Linked DNA regions of Danio rerio: region 1 is linked to region 2. The links are chromatin contacts, called in public Hi-C maps. All regions are on one chromosome and are shown on one strand. The core of a region is the stretch at or near the end of the contact, and the rest is flanking DNA. Distances in the headings are between cores, read along the strand shown. Region 1 has its middle 12 kb from the start of glrx5. Region 2 has its middle 31 kb from the start of si:dkey-63b1.1.

What was found. A called contact is a pair of places that touch in the nucleus more often than the background predicts.
Region 1: a Hi-C map of an unstated tissue shows a contact between it and region 2, with 3 times the contacts expected there. The contact joins two enhancer-like sites. A contact is called at or near these places in 2 of 18 Hi-C or Micro-C datasets (caudal fin and an unstated tissue).

What each region holds. Positions count from the first base shown.
Region 1 is chr20:10,638,959-10,642,362 of GRCz12tu, reverse strand. No RefSeq gene overlaps it. Among named protein-coding and RNA genes, the nearest start is that of glrx5, 12 kb to the left of the region's middle. Within about 2 kb of position 1,537, at least 4 of the 62 cell types and tissues checked have an H3K27ac peak or open chromatin away from gene starts, as enhancers often do.
Region 2 is chr20:10,444,424-10,447,682 of GRCz12tu, reverse strand. No RefSeq gene overlaps it. Among named protein-coding and RNA genes, the nearest start is that of si:dkey-63b1.1, 31 kb to the left of the region's middle. Within about 2 kb of position 1,867, at least 6 of the 62 cell types and tissues checked have an H3K27ac peak or open chromatin away from gene starts, as enhancers often do.

The sequences.
Region 1 (3,404 bases), core at 288-2,787, 200 kb before region 2:
GGTCCTAATTAAGCATCAATACGTGTTCTCATAGGGTCCTAATTAGGCATCAATAAGTAATAAGTCATTCAATTCACCTTTATTTGTATAGCGCTTTTACAATGTAGATCGTGTCAAAGCAGCTTCACATAATCACAGTAAATTGAAACAGTGTAGTTCAGTTTTCATAGTTTAAGTTCAGTTCAGTTTAGCTTAGTTCAGTGTGGTTTAATAAACACTACTGAGAGTCCAAACACTGAAGAGCAATCCATCGATGTGCAGCTCTACAGATCCTGAACCAAGCAAGCCAGTGGCGACAGTGGCAAGGATAAAACTTCACCAATTGGCGAAAGTGAAGAATTAAAAAACCTCGAGAGAAACCAGGCTCAGTTGGGCACGACCATTTCTCCACTGGCCTAACGTCTTGTCCCTGGAGCGTCACAGGAAGCAGCGTTATGTTCTCCATTCCTCCATGACCGCCAGAGTAGCTGCTCAGGATACGGCCTGGTCCAGAATATGGAAACCTTGGGATCATTTCGTCGCTAATCTTGGATCGAATCAGTGGCGAAGCTTAGTTTGAGGGTCCCGGCATGGTGGAAATAGAGAATAATGAGAATAATTAGCAAAGCTGCTGTTCATAGTGTAAATAAACAAGATGCAGAAACCTGTGTGGAGCACATTCATGTATCATACCACTAAGTGATGCACTGAGTATATGCTTTACTAAAAATGTAGGTCTTTAATCTAGTTTTGAATTGGGAGAGTGTGTCTGAGCCTCTGACACTTAGGAAAGCTATTCCAGAGTTTAGGAGCCGTAATTGAGAAGACTCAACCTCCTTTACTCGACTTAGCTATTCTAAGTACTACCAGAAGCCCTGAGTTTTGAGACCTTAAAGAGCGGGTTGGATTGTAGCGTGACAGAAGGTTGGTTAGATAATCAGAAACTTGATTATTTAAAGCTTTATAGGTTAGAAGCAATTTTTAAATTCAATACAAAACTTAACAGGAATCCAGTGGAAGGAGGATAAAGTTTGGGTGATATGATCATATTTTCTAGACCTGGTCATGAGTGAAAATGTGATGGTTTACATTACTGTATTCATTAATTTATTAATTTTCCTTCTTCTTAGTCTCTTTATTCAACAGGGGTCGCCACAGCGGATTCAAATGCTTTTCTAGCTGCAACCCAATACTGGAAAATATCCATACACACTCATTCACATACATACGCTACAGCCAATTTAGGTTATTCAATTCACCTGTACTGCATGTCTTTGGACTGTAAGGGAAACTGGAGCACACGAAGGAAATCCATGCAGAAATGCCAACTTATTCAGCTGGCATTCGAACCAGCGACCTTCTTGCTGGGAGGCGACAGTGCTAACCACTGATCCATCGTGTCGCTCATTACTGTATTCAATTATTTTAAAAGTTAGATGTGGAAATTGCTGTTCTTTCATTATTTGTATTATAAAAGTCATCTGATCTGCCTGGTTTCCACTCATCCTCTTAAAAGCCTTCATATCCCAGCACTCCTTCGCCTCTGTCTGAGCTGGTTGCTAGGCAACAACTAGGTTTTCAACTACATCAGTGGAAAGCAGCAGGGAATGCCACTTTTCTCTATGTGGATTTAGTTTGCCAGCAGAATCAGGTCATTGGGTGCAAGTGCCTGAAGAGTGTCTGACACCTCTGCTCTGTAGGTACATGTAGACACCTAGACGGAGGCGAGAAGTCGGCATCTCAACAGCCGTCAGAGCTACATCTTCGAAAACACTCAGGATTGGAAGTCGAAAAGTGTTAGCTCTCTATGAAATGCAAAATAAAAACAATGATGTCAGGACCTTTGAGGCTAAATCTCTGGATCCACACGTGTGGCACTCATGTGCTCATCTGATTGAAAGATGATTTTTTGGAAGAAATTGAAGACTGAAAGAAATTGTGTAAGTCTCTCAGTTATAGTTTTAGTTGACGTGACATGAAAAGGGATCTAATTAAGGCCCAAACCCAGTTCTATTTTTGTATCCCTAACCCTTCCCCTTGGCCCTTACAACCAAGAGTGAAGGGGAGGGGCTTCATAAATTACCCCTAAGAATTAGGACACCACTACAGCATCTGCACACGTCATCATATGTCATCAGGATCAAGATCACATGCTTCATTTGAGATCAGACAATCGTGATTGCTGTAGTTATTCCAGTTTTGTTATGTTTTGGTATTTATCTTCAGGAAATCACCGAAGGCATATTATATTATCATCACGATATACTGTGGCAATAAGATTGTAACTGTACTGCTCATTTACACAGTGGCCATATTGGCCAACACACCAAAACAACATTAACATTATAGACAATATAGACACTGTAAAAAGCTAGACATTACTGACAGGGTTTTTGAGTGTCACAGAGTGTGAAAATGTTGAGAGACTGCTATACAGGAGTTATGATTATGGACTTTAGATTGCGAAATTTTGCGTTTTTTATTTTAGCATTTTTTTCAAAAGCATGATAGTAAAACATAAACGCGGTTATAGATATATTATAATGTGCTTATTTGTTGTAAAAATTTATAATACTGACAAAAAATACTAATTTGAGGATCTCCTTACTTCTGGGTGCAGTCATCCCCGTCACCCCTACTCCTTGTTTTGCGCGTTTATCTCAAGGGTTAGGGGTGTCCCAATTCTCTTTAGTTTGAAGGCGTAGGGCTAAAGGGAAGGGGTAGATAACCCTTCGAATGAAGATTTTTTAGGACCACACTCGAAACCAAGGGGTAAGAAAATTTGCCAGAATACACCAGCCACAACAGCAGAGTAAGGGGAAGGGCTAACAGGTAGAGGGATTGGGCCAAAAACATTTCCCACTGATGGGCTTATATGATGTGTTTATGGGGAATCAGACATTCTAAACAAGGGATACTGTCTGAGTTAGTGGACTATTTTAAAGTCTAAGAACAAATAGGTCTGTCTGCACCTACTGGAGAAACACTAGCTTTATTAAAAATAATGGTTGCAAAAAATTTATATTTTTGACTATGCAATTGAAAGACTTTCCCTCAAAGAACGTTTCAGTAAACAGTTTTAAAATATTTTTCATCCTTCAATACCTTTGTAAATTTTGTGCAATAAAATAATTTGTTGCACTTGGGAAGGTATGTTCACAGTAGGGGCATTTACACCAGGTTTTTACAGCCTGTTCCCCAAGATTTAAACTATCCCATTAAGTATTTTTCCATCTTGCATTCTTCCTTCAGTAAGAACTTGAATGCCTGCCAGCAGTGACATCCAGCTCAATATCCAGCAAATTCAACAGCTTGGGTGCAAGATGCTGTGATTGAAGTGTTGTCGTTTTGGAGGTTTTATGTGTGCCATAGGTTTCAGGATAACAGATGTGGAATGTAGATGTACAAGCAATGTGATTGAAAGC
Region 2 (3,259 bases), core at 618-3,117:
AACTGCAAAGACATTGGAAATGAATTAATTAAAATAGGTATACAAATACAGCTATGTGTTTGAATAAAACATTATACTTAACAACTGTACTTTTCTGAGAGAGAGAAAAATATATATATTTAAAAAGAAATGTCATAATATAACACACACATTGTCCTATAAAAAAAACAATAACATTTTACTCAAACCTAACAAATAAATACACTCTCAGAAATAAAGCTACAAAACCTGTCACTGCCGAACTGAAAAAAAAAAAAAAAAGCTAAACAGGTCTAAGCTGGTTTTAGCTGGTTGACCAACCTGGTTTTAGAGGTGTGTTGGCCATTTCCAGGTTAGTTTAAAGCCTAGTCTTAGTTAGTCAAACTGAGAGATGACCAGCTACAACCAGTTTGACCAGCCTAGCCAGCCTGGGAGCCTGTCTAGCTTAAACCAGACTGGTTAAGCTGGTTTTAACTGGTAATTTTCTAGCCTGACCAGCTAAGACCAGGCTTCAAATGGCTGAAAATCTACCTAGAAATGGCCTAAACCTCTCTAAAACCTGGTCGACCAGCTAAAACCAGTCAACCAGCCTAGGCTGGTTTAAGCTGTTTTTGTTTTTGTTTTTTTTCAGCATATTGCACAGTATCTTTTCTACAGGTACACATTTGTATTTTAAGTTACAATATTTCACACCTTTACAGTACACTTTTGTACTGTTAAGGTATTATGGTCCACATTTGTACCATTTAGGTATTAATATGTACCATTAAGAAACAAATGTGGTCCTTGATACCTTTAGCAAAGGTACCCCCTTATTGATAGGTTTTGTACCTTTATTTCAGAGAGTGTAGGTGTTTAGCCTCCTTGTTAGAGCAACAGACTCCTGGGCGGAAGGTCAGTGGTCCAATTCCAGCTTGAAGTGGGTTGGGTGGCGTAGGTCTGGTGTGGTTACATAGGTAATTTAAGAGAAACTGAAATTTGTCAAGTGGTCGCTTAATTGTTTAATGGCTTTATATAAAATCACTCTATGCATTTACACTCAAACAGTCAATTATTAAGCAAACTTTGAAGCAAAACCTTTAATACTATAAGTTATGCTTTTAATCTATATTGTACACAAAAATATTAAGCAATAATAATATATAAGCATTTCTGATCTCTAAATAATAATTTGCCATCATATCAAAAAATTAGATTTAAAATGTAATTTAATTTTAGTCAGGTATTTCAAAGAGTAAGAATTTTTCACAATAATACTGCATATTGAATCAAAATAAATGCTTATCTTAGTGATTTCTTTCAAAGACAATAAAAAGTCAAACTTTTAAATGGCATTATTACATGTTTAGAAAACACACAGTCAAATACAAATTCACATTATACAATCAAATTGTCACATATTAAAAAAATCACCATAACAATAAAGCTATACTCTCAGCTTTCACTGATTGCATTATGCAAGAAAATGAGTCTAAAATTACATAATAATGCTAGACACATGATCTTTGCTATAATATGAACAGAGAGGGCAAAATAACTTTAAAACCTCTGCACTTCCACCTCCAAGTAACTAAATAAATTCACTGTCTTTTGTTAAGGAAGGATAAGCCTCTGACCAAGCCATTATTACTCAAATTTATGCAGCAGCACTTTTAGCATCCAGTCACTGGTGAAACTGAGTCATTGTGTGTGTGTCTACTGTATTGACTAGAGGACATAATACACTGCACAGAAATGCATCATGAGGCCAATCAATTGAAACCTAATTTGGGAGTGTGTTCGGTAAAAGATCAGCGGTTGGCCTGGAGAAAGCAGCAAGCCTCATCCATCAGCCTGGATCAGCCAAACCATGTGAGTTAATCTGTCTGACTCCAGTAGAGCACTGACGTCAGTCCAGTTTCCTAGCCTGTCTTCCTCATAATCAAACACAGCCTGAGATTACAGCATGTGCAGTGCCGCCTAGTGCTCATAAGAGCCTCTCACATCTGAGTTTACTATTAAAGCACGGTCAGAAGGTGGTTATTGTAATTCACTAATTATAAAGTAGTAAATGCATACGCTGTTTTTTTTTTTCTCTCTAAGAAATGTAATGCATTTAGTTACTCAGAGGTGGTATTACAAAATAACAGTTTTCTGATCATAGATATAAACACCCATGTTTAATAGTATTATGTCATTTCAAACATGTTCTTAAATCTAATCATTGAGATTGAAGTTCTTGTGTTTTCTAAATATACACTCTCAGAAATCAAGGTATGTGACCTGTCACTGGGGTGGTACAATATCAAAAAGTTACAAAAGGTCTATATTAATACCTCGAGGGTACATACTAGTACCTAAAAAGTACAAAAGTGTTTCTCTAAATTTTTGGGGGGTACTAATATGTACTTTTGAGGTACCAATATGGACCCATTAATTACTAATATGTACCTTTTGAGAAGGTACCACCCTAGTGACAGCTTGAGTACCTTTTTTTTTTTTTTCTGAAAGTGTATAAAACCAATAAAAAGAGTTTTTGATAGAGATCTGTCCCTAAGATTGCGTTTATTTGATTCAAAATACAGTCATTGTGTAAATACTTATTTTATTAACTGTGTAATAATATATTAATAACTATACAATATAGTAACTTATTGAAAAAAAAAATTGTCTTGTGGGAAATTGTTTGTCTTCATTAGGAAATTGGCTTCCTAATCCTCTAGAATGAAATATTTTGTATATGTACAAATGCAGAATGTTGTCTGTGATGGTCGGGTTTTGGGGTAGCGTTGGGGTAAGAGGACAGAATATAGTCTAAAAATCATTTTGTCTGTGGAAATTCTCCATTAAATCTGACAGTAAAAATATGACCATAATTTGAACTGTAAAAAATTTAAGAAAAAATGTAAAAATGCTACAACAAAATCTGTAAGCTGGTTTACTGTAAGTTACCTTAATTTAAACAGTTAAGTGAAGTTTTACGGCTATTCTCTCATCTGTAATCAGCGATAATCCAATTAGATTGATCCAAGCCTACAATAAATAGAATGATTTTACCCTACTGCCTTGTCTTCGTTTTGGAAGAATCCCCCTACCACCCCATCACCTCTTTTGCCTCCTTTTACTAGGGGGAGCTCTCAAGACCTATCTGCTCTTGGACCCCCATACATGCTTTTTGACCAGGCAGGAGTCCTGGCCTCAATCATCTCATTAGAGCTCAGGCTTCTCTCTCGCAATAGCATGCCAAACCCGCTAATAGCATCAAGCAATCTAAGTGTGAACTTTTTAAGCTATTTTGTTT